2 separate regions of the Sus scrofa genome follow, and region 1 is linked to region 2. The links are chromatin contacts, called in public Hi-C maps. All regions are on one chromosome and are shown on one strand. Each heading gives the region's core, a stretch centred on a gene start, on an enhancer-like site or on the middle of the called end of the contact. The rest is flanking DNA. Distances are from core to core; before and after follow the strand shown.

Region 1 (4,771 bases), core at 167-2,666, 350 kb after region 2:
ACTGTGCCACAATGGGAACACCAGGATCCTCATTTTTAAAACTATCTATACAACATTCTTAAGCTTATTGTAAAATCCATTCCCATTATAAAACTCGTAAAGCCAGAAGTACAGAAAAGAGGCTTCCTCTTTCCTTAAACTTCCTATTTCACTCGTCCAAAATAATCACTATTGAAGAGTTTGTGTAATTTCTTTTGGATATCACACAATTTAAAACATAAATGATTTATTTTAAAAAGAAGGGAAAAAAGTCACAGTATCCATAATTTTCTGCGAACTTTGTTTTTTTTAAATAATCATACAGTATAATCCCTCATTTTGAGGCTAGAAAGAAAATGTATAAACCTGAAAATGCCATTTGTCTGAGACTGCCTCAATAATGACATTTCATTAAATAAATCCCCTTGATTCACATACATGTACTACCCAAAAGGGACTCTACAAATACGTTCACTGCAGCAGTGTTTGTTATGACGAAATTTTGAGAAAATTAAAAATGTTTCTCCATAGGGAAATAGAGGAAATAAGGTATACCCCAAAACAGAATATTACACAGTAGTGAAAGGAATAAACTACATTTATATGAAATGGGAGAGAATGATCTCAAAAACCTAATGTTGAATTTAAAAAAAAATACTTATGGAAAGACACATTTATGTGATTTTTATATATACAATATTATATCTATATTTTATAGACATATAAGTGTGGTAAAAAAAGGAAAACCTGGTATAGAAGGATACACACCAAATTTGTTATAATGGTTACCTCTGGGAAGTGTAAGTATCAGGACTGAGTGAGCACACTATGAGGATTTTAACTGTAATGTTAATTGTATAAAAATACAAACTTAAAAAAAAAGACAAAATATTAACACTTCTTAATTCTGGGTAGCAGACAGGAAAGAGTTAACATAGTAGCAACCCTGAGTGCTATTCTTTGAAAAAGCATGCTTACAAGGTTAGCCCTTGGCTGATATCTGGGAACATAGACTTCAGAAGGCTTCTCACTGCCCTAACAGATAAGAGTGGCTCACTGGGACTAGACTGGTTTTTTGCAAACAGTATGGTTTATGCTTAACACCCATTTTTCCTTCCAGGAGTTTAGAATTTGGAGATATGCTAGGCAGAGGGTACTTGTAAGACTAGCCGCCCCCACTAAAACAAACAAATGAACAAACAAAAACAACCCTGGCCACCGAATCTCTAGCAAGCTCCCCTGGTAGACAATATTTGGGTGTGTTGTCACAACTGCTGTTAGAGGAATTTAGTGTATTCAGCGTGACTCTACAGGAAAAGGACTTTTAGAGGTTTCTGCCTGGTTTCCTCCAGACTTTGCCCCATGAATCTTTTCCCTTTCCCAATTTTGCTCTGTATCCATTTGTTGTAATAAATATTAGCCAAGAGTAACTATATGCTGAGTCCTATGACTCTTCCTGACTCAGAGTCATGGAACATGAGGGTGACATTGGGGACCAGCTGACCCAGTTTTTGTTTGTTTTTTGTTTTATAATATGAAGTAAATATGAGAGGCTGAGCATATGAAAGAGTGGAAGGGAGAAAGGGAACAAGTGTTTCGAACTCTAAATCATTCCAAGCCCTTTCTTTTCTTATGAGACATTCAAGCAGACCTCAACTTCTCCTCCCACCCACAAGTTACTCCATGATCCAAAAAAAGCCACCTGCAAGAGATACCTCATCTGTCGCAGGCAGCCAACAGCATATTCTCGCACGTACTGATCTGGATAGTTGAAATCCAGAAGCTCCAGGGCCTCCCGCGGGGGCAGTTTAGGCCAAATCTGAAGTAGTGCCTGAAGCTGTTTAAAAAAAAAAAATGAAACTGGTTCAGAAATTTAGCAAAGTGATCTATTTTTCCTTGGTACACAGGAGCTGAGATGGAGCAAAAGAAAGGAGAAGCAAACTTGCAGTTTACTGAGGTATCAAAAGTCCATTATTATTATTATTATTTTTTTTTTTTTTTTTAAAGGGCCACACCCATGGCATATGTAAGTTCCCACCTAAGGGTTAAATCAGAACTGTAGCCACTGGCCTACACCTCAGCAGCAGCAACTCGGGATCAGAGCCGAATCTATGGCCTACACCACACGGCAGTGCCAGATCCTTTAACCCAGTGAGCGAGGCCAGGGATCAAACCCACATCCTCAAGGATATGAGTTGGGTTCGTTACTACTGAGCCACAAAGAGAACTCTTTGAAAAATACATTCTTGTTAATACAGATTAATAAAGACTGTCTCTGTTGAAATATTCTAAAAGGTAAGCAAGTATATAAAAGCAAGCTATTATGTTACTTACCTGGAATTTATGAATGCCACAATCATTACCCATTAAATAATTTTTTTAAAGGAAGGAAAGGTGGTGGGAGGGGGGTAAGGTGAGGGGAAGGGGGAAGGGAGAGAGCAGAGAGAAATGATCAAGAAATACTTACGGGAAAATTCAAAGTAAGAATATTAGCTTCAGGGCTCAACCTGATTACAAGCACTTTTTTTTTTTTTAGGGCCGCACCCCTGGCACATGGAGGTTCCCAGGCTAGGGGTCTAATCAGAGCTGTTGCTGCCAGCCTACACCACAGGCACAGCCACGCCAGATCCGAGCTGCGATCTGTGTCTGCGACCTTGACCTGCTGAGCTAGCCAGGGATAGAATCTGAAACCTCATGGTTCCTAGTCAGATTCATTTCCACTGCGCCATGGTGGGAACTCCACAAGCAATTTATACATAAGAAGTTCATTAATAACAACATAGGATGATCTTGAGGGAGTTTTTTTTTATCTTTTTAATGTTAATACATTTTTATAATTGATTTGGGATTTAATGTTAACTCTTAGCGTTTTTAAGAATATCACTTAACAGGAGTTCCCATCATAGCTCAGTGGTTAACGAATTAGACTAGGAACCATGGGGTTGCTGGTTTGATCCCTGGCCTTGCTCAGTGGGTTGAGGATCCTGAGTTGCTGTGAGCTGTGGTGTAGGTCGCAGACGTGGCTTGGATCCCGAGTTGCTGTGGCCGTGGTGTAGGCCGGCAGCTACAGCTCTGATTAGACCCTGGCCTGGGAACCGACATATGAGGCAGGTGCAGCCCTAGAAATGACAGAAAGACCAAAAAAAAAAAAAAAGTGTCACTTAACAAAACTTTATTGACCATATCATGTTCAAATCCTTTAAATCATAATAAGTAACCCATAAGAAATAAATACTATGTGCCATCTGTTTTGTAGCTAATAGGGAAGAAAAGTGGTTATGTAGGAGAGTAAAAATTTTTTTGATAATTATGATTTGTGGCTTTCCAAAGCTCAAAAAAGCTATCTGACAAAATCTTAATTCTTTTCTCTCTCTCCCCTTTTTTTTTTTTTTTTTGTCTTTTTAGGGCTGCACCTACGGCACATGGAGGTTCCCAGGCTAGGGGTCTAATTGGAGTTGTAGCTGCCAGCCTACATCAGAGCCACAGCAATGCCAGATCTGAGCCACTTCTGCGACCTACACCACAGCTCATGGCAATGCCAGATCCTCAACCCACTGAGCAAGGCCAGGGATCGAACCCAAAACCTCATGGTTCCTAGTCAGATTCGTTTCCAATGCGCCACAATGGGAACTCCAAAATCTTACTTCTTAACATGTGATTTATGTCATTGGGTTTTCTTGGGCCTCATCACATAAGTGGCACTGATATCAAGTCCAAGGAAGATAAACAAAATGTACAAAGACCAGGGCTACAAAAACAGATGGCAATGGTTGGAGGTGTTTCTCTCAATTACCCCCTCAATCTCAAAGTCATGCTACAAGAGGCGGCCTTCGGGTACCTGCTGACTGCCTTGCCATTTGTCATGTGAGCTCTTATAAGAAATAATTTACATTTTATTATTTTAATTCTGTAAGTTATTCAACCTCTCAATAGTTATGTAAAGTGCCCCCAAACCAATATCTAAATGATTATCTACCAGCTAAATTAAAAGTTATTTTCTCATATGAAGCAAATTTAAAAATTAAGTTCACTAAAAATTTTTAATTGATTTTAAATTGTTTTACATTAGCAGAAAAAATAACTTTCGAATAATTAAAAAATTTCATTAGGGAGTTCCCGTCATGGCTCAGTGGATAGCAAATCCGACTAGGATCTATGAGGACGCAAGTTCAATCCCTGGCCTTGCTCAGTGGGTTAAGGATCCGGCATTACCATGAACTATGGTGTAGGTCACAGACACAGCTCGGTTCTGGCCTTTGCTGTGAGCTGTGGTGCAGGCTGCAGACGCAGCTCAGATATGGCGTTGCTGTGGCTCTGGCATAGGCCTGCGGCTATAGCTCTGATTCGACCCCCTAGCCTGGGAACTTCCATATGCCACAACAGTGGCCCTAAAAAGACAGACAATCAATCAATCAATCAATCAATTTCATTGCACTGCAATTCTTAGTATACATTTACATTTATTGCTAACAAGGATATGAAATATGATATATTCTTTTTCAGATTCTTTTCCCACATTAAATTGTCACATAATATTAAGTAGAGTTCCCTGTGTTAAACAGGAGGTCTTTGTTGGCCATCCATTCCACATACAATAGTGTGCATATGCCAATCCCAAATTCCCAATCCATGCCTCCCTGGTTTAATTCTTCTTCTTCTTTTTTTTAATGCATAGTGACTAATTAAAGACACATGACCATATGAGGTAGTTGACTTATTTTTTTCCGTAAAGATTTATTTTTCAAAAGATTTTTTTACCGTAGTTGACTTCAAATGTTCTGTCAATTTCTGC
Region 2 (4,681 bases), core at 841-3,340:
AGTTCCGGGGCCCATGCTTGCATGTTCTTACCATCACTTTAGAACAAACCACTACTTATTGTCCAGGGCCAAAAAAAAAAAAAAAGTAAATAAACAGAAAGCAGATGCTGGCTTATGGAGTCACTCGTCACAGGCCCAAATGAAGTAAGGCATCTTATAGTTGAAAGTGTAGCAAAACATATTTCTTGAATAAACAAATGATTTTTGAGAGTTGTGGAGGGGAGAACTGGGGCTCCAGAGAGAGCATAGCTACAGACACATGCCTGAACTCAAAGAACCTATACCATACTCTCTCAGCAAGCTGTAATTATACCTCAACAAAAATATGTCACATTGAATTATACCAATTCATATTTTCTTGGTTTCTTGTTTTATTTTAAAAAATGTTTTAGGAGTTCCCGTCGTGGCGCAGTGGTTAACGAATCCGACTAGGAACCATGAGGTTTCGGGTTCGGTCCCTGCCCTTGCTCAGTGGGTTAACGATCCCGCGTTGCCGTGAGCTGTGGTGTAGGTTGCAGACGCGGCTCGGATCCCGCGTTGCTGTGGCTCTGGCGTAGGCCGGTGGCTCCAGCTCCGATTCAACCCCTAGCCTGGGAACCTCCATATGCCGCGGGAGCGGCCCAAGAAATAGCAACAACAACAACAACAACAACAACAAAAAAGACAAAAGACAAAAAAAAAAAAGTTTTAAATTATGGTAGATTTACAGTGTTCAGTCAATTTCTGCTGTACAGAAAAGTGACCCAGTTACACATATACATACATCCTTTTTCTTACATTATCCTCCATCATGTTCTGTCACCAGTGACTGGGTATAGTTCCCTGTGCTGAAGAGCAGGAGAGTTTTATTTTAATTCATGTTTTGGTTTTATAGTTGCATAAACACTATAAGCATAAACAACTTATACCCAAGTTTATGTTTTCTTATATTTAAGTGCACAAAATATCTGTCATTACTAGAGGTCCAATATAAGTTTTTTTCTCTTTAAGACATAAAGGTGCAATATTCAAGTTCAAGAACACAGTCTGTCACATACTACCAGCAGAGTATCATTTTTATATCACTCCGCATCATTCTCTTCACCCTCACCCCGAACCAATCCTATATCAAATGCTGAAAGCAAGCTCCCCTTTGAGGCTTACCTGCAGGGCAATTTCTTTCTTCTTGCTACCCATGGCTCTGCAAAGACAGAAGCTCTGTTACTGAGGGCTCAGACCATTTGGCAGCAATCTATTGAGAAAACGCTGTGTGGATCAGCAAGCCAAAAACCTCCTTCAGACAAAGCCCCTTACCACCCTCCCCTTTAAGTTAATTATGAGTGGCAGCAAAGAAACGCAACGATGCAAAATGAACCCCCCCACCCATGGGAGAAGCGGAGCTTGCTGCCCCCAGGCAGATTTGAGGAGCCCCTTCCCCACCCTGGAGCTGGCCAAGGGGCGCGTGAGTTCAGGGGCCTGTCAGGCATCACAGCGTCCGCAGGGGAATTCTAGCGGAAAAAGGCCAATTTTTGAACCTTGTGGTGCTGTTCTAATTTATTCCTGGGGAACTAAGCCACTGCAAACAGGTACCGGTCCTCAACCTGCAGCGAGAGTTTCCAGCAGACTCTGCAGCAACCCAGCCACGGTCGTCATGGCAACAAAGCGCAGTGCTAAGGCTACCGGGTAATAAACAAGAGTACACATAAGCCACGCCCACTCTGGGCCCAATGGAAAGGCAGGAAGGAGTCCCGCCCCTTGCTGTCAGAATTGGACTGTGGGAATGCTTTCATTGACTGAAGTGTTTGTCTGTGTCTGAGACATTTGGACACACCAGGCAAAGACCTGCTGCATTCATGTACTGTACAGGGGCATTCTCGAATTCCTGCATCTCTTCTGCCCCACCAGGACTGGCATACAGCATTTCTATTGTTACTTAATACATGCTGGGCAGGGATGGCTCCAGGTTTTGAGGAATCTGAAGAGGTTCTCTTTAAGACAAAGAATACAAAATTACAAATTCCAAATTCAGTATGAAAGTAAAGTGGAGCAAATAGAAAACAGTTGCAAATGTGGTACAAATGATCAATACCAATTAAAAGACAGAAATTGCTAGGGAAATTTAAAAAAAAGACCCAAGTGTGTGTTGTCTATAAGAAATCCACTTTTTTTTTTTTTTTTTTGTCTTTTAGGGTCACACCCTTGGCATATGGAGGTTCCCAGGCTATGGGTCGAATTGGAGCTGCAGCCTCCGGCCTACACCACAGACACAGAAACGCCAGATCCGAGCCACATCTTCGACTCACACCCAGCTCAAGGCAACGCCAGATCCTTAACCCACTGAGCAAGGCCAGGGATGGAACCCACGTCCTCATGGATGCTAGTTGAGTGTGTTAAGCACTGAGCCATGACGGGAACTCCAAGAAATCCACTTTAAATATAAAACAGATTTAAAAGGTGTGTGTTTTTTTGCTTTGTTTTGTTTTGTTTTAAAGACAGAGTTAAAAGTAAAGAAGTGGAGAAAGCTATGCCATGCTAACAGTAATCAAAAGAAAGCTGGAGTAGCTATATTAACTTCAGGCAATGAGACTTTAGAACAAGGAAATTTATCAAGGATGAAGAGAGGGCATTACGTAATGTTAAAGACGTCAGTTCTCCGGGAAGACATAACAATACTTAACTGTGTATGTACTTATCAACAGAGCATCAAAATACTGAGACAAAAACTGATAGAAATGCAAAGAAAAAAAAAAAAAACAAACCCACTATTATAATTGAAGATTTCAACCCCGTATCTTTAAGAAATGAATAAATAGGGGGAGTTCCTGTCATGGCGCAGTGGTTTACGAATCTGACCAGGAACCATGAGGTTGCAGGTTCAATCCCTGGCCTTGCTCAGTGGGTTAAGGATCTGGCATTGCTTTGAGCTGTGGTTGCAGACACGGCTCGTATCCCGTGTTGCTATGGCTGTGGCGTAGGCTGGTGGCTACCACTCCGGTTAGACCCCTAGCCTGGGAACCTTCATATGCCACGGGAGCGGCCCTAGAAAAAGGCAAAAAGACAAAAAAAAAAAGAAAAGAAAAGAAAAGAAATGAGTAAATAGGGCAGGCAGATAATGAGCAAGGAAAAAGTTGAACTGAGCAATAACATCAATCAACTTGATCTAATCAACATTTATGCTGTACTTCCTCTAACAAGTACAGAATACAGATCCTTCTTAAGTTCACATGGAACATTCATCGAGAAAGGCCACATTCCAGATGGTAAAACGTATCCTAACCAATTTAAAAGAATAGAAGTCATACAGGTTATGTTCTCAGACCACAATGGAATTAAACCAGAAGTCAATAATAGCTGATGAAAGAAATCTGAAAGATTTAAATAAACAGAGAGATATTCCATGTGTGAGGATAGGAAGAATCAATATTTTGTTAACACATCAGTTTTTGCCAATATGATCAATAGATTAAACATAATTCCAATCAAAATTCCAGCAAGCTATTTTGTGGATGTCAACAAACGGATTCTAGAGTTTATATGAAGAGGTAAGAGACCCAGAAGAGCCAACACAATGCTGAAGAAGAATAACAAAGTTGGATAACTGACACTACCAGACTTCAAGAATTACCATAAAGCTACAATAAGCAGGGCAGCCTTCTAGTGAAAAAATAGATACATAGATCAATGGAAGAGAATAAAAAGTGTAAAAATAGAACTGTGCAAATGTAGTCAACTGATCTTTGACAAAGGGGCAAAGGAAAGTCAATGTAGAAAGAACGGTCTTTTGCCTGAAATGGTGCTGAATAATTGGACATCCACTTGCAAGTAAATAAATAAATATGGACACAAACCTTACACCTTTCATGAAATTAACTCAAAACAGTTCGTAGACATAAATATAAAATGGAGAGCTATAAAACTTCTGGAAAAAAACATAGGAGACAGGGAGTTCCTGTTGTGGCGCAGCAGAAACGAATCCAACTAGGAACAATGAGGTTGCAGGTTTGATCCCTGGCCTCCATCAATGGGTTAAGGATCTGGTGTTGCCGTGAGCTGTGGTGTAGGTCTGCAGCTGTAGCTCCAATTCAACCCATAGCCTGGGAACCTCCATATGCCTCCAGTGCGGCCCTAAAAGGAAAAAAAGACAAAAAAAAAAAAAGAAAGAAAGAAAACACAGGAGACAATCTAGGTGATCTTGGGTTTGCAATGACTTTTTAGACACAGCATCAAAAGAATGATCCATGAAAGAAAAAAAATTTATAAGTTGGAATTTATTAAAATTAAAAACTTGTGCTCTTCAAAAGCCTGTTAAGAGGACGAAAAGATAAAGGAGAAAATATTTGCAAAACACATATCTGATAAAGAAATTTTATCCAAAATATACAAAACTCAACAATAAGATAGCAAACAACCCAAGTTAAAAATGGGCAAAAGATCTGAACAGCTACATCACCAAGGAAGATAAGCAGATGAAAAGTAAGCAAATGAAAAATATGCTCACCTCCATGTGTCACCAGGGAATTACAAATTAAAGCAATAATAAAATATTTCTGCACATCTATCAGAATGGCTAAAGTTTTAAAAACAAACCCCCTGACAATGTTTAAATGTTAGTGATGCGGCAGGCACTCCTGTTTATTGCTGGCGGGAATGCAGTGTACAGCTACTGTGAAAGATGTTTTGGCAGTTTTTTAGAGTAAAAATG

What was found. A called contact is a pair of places that touch in the nucleus more often than the background predicts.
Region 1: a Hi-C map of alveolar macrophages shows a contact between it and region 2, with 2.8 times the contacts expected there. The contact joins the enhancer-like site here to the promoter of NME9 in region 2. A contact is called at or near these places in 14 of 47 Hi-C or Micro-C datasets (alveolar macrophages, embryonic fibroblasts, fetal heart ventricle and 7 more) and 1 of 2 datasets of contacts at active chromatin or transcription factors (alveolar macrophages).

Annotation. Positions count from the first base shown.
Region 1 is chr13:79,467,820-79,472,590 of Sscrofa11.1, forward strand. PIK3CB (phosphatidylinositol 4,5-bisphosphate 3-kinase catalytic subunit beta isoform) reads right to left here. Exons shown (of 25, transcript XM_021069526.1): 15 at 1,695-1,816. Among named protein-coding and RNA genes, the nearest start is that of FAIM, 72 kb to the left of the region's middle. Within about 2 kb of position 1,417, at least 9 of the 83 cell types and tissues checked have an H3K27ac peak or open chromatin away from gene starts, as enhancers often do. A contact at or near this core is called in alveolar macrophages and skeletal muscle, where this site is marked.
Region 2 is chr13:79,112,869-79,117,549 of Sscrofa11.1, forward strand. It overlaps NME9 (thioredoxin domain-containing protein 6), which reads right to left and starts at 2,091. Exons shown (of 12, transcript XM_021069506.1): 1 at 1,515-2,091; 2 at 1,144-1,180.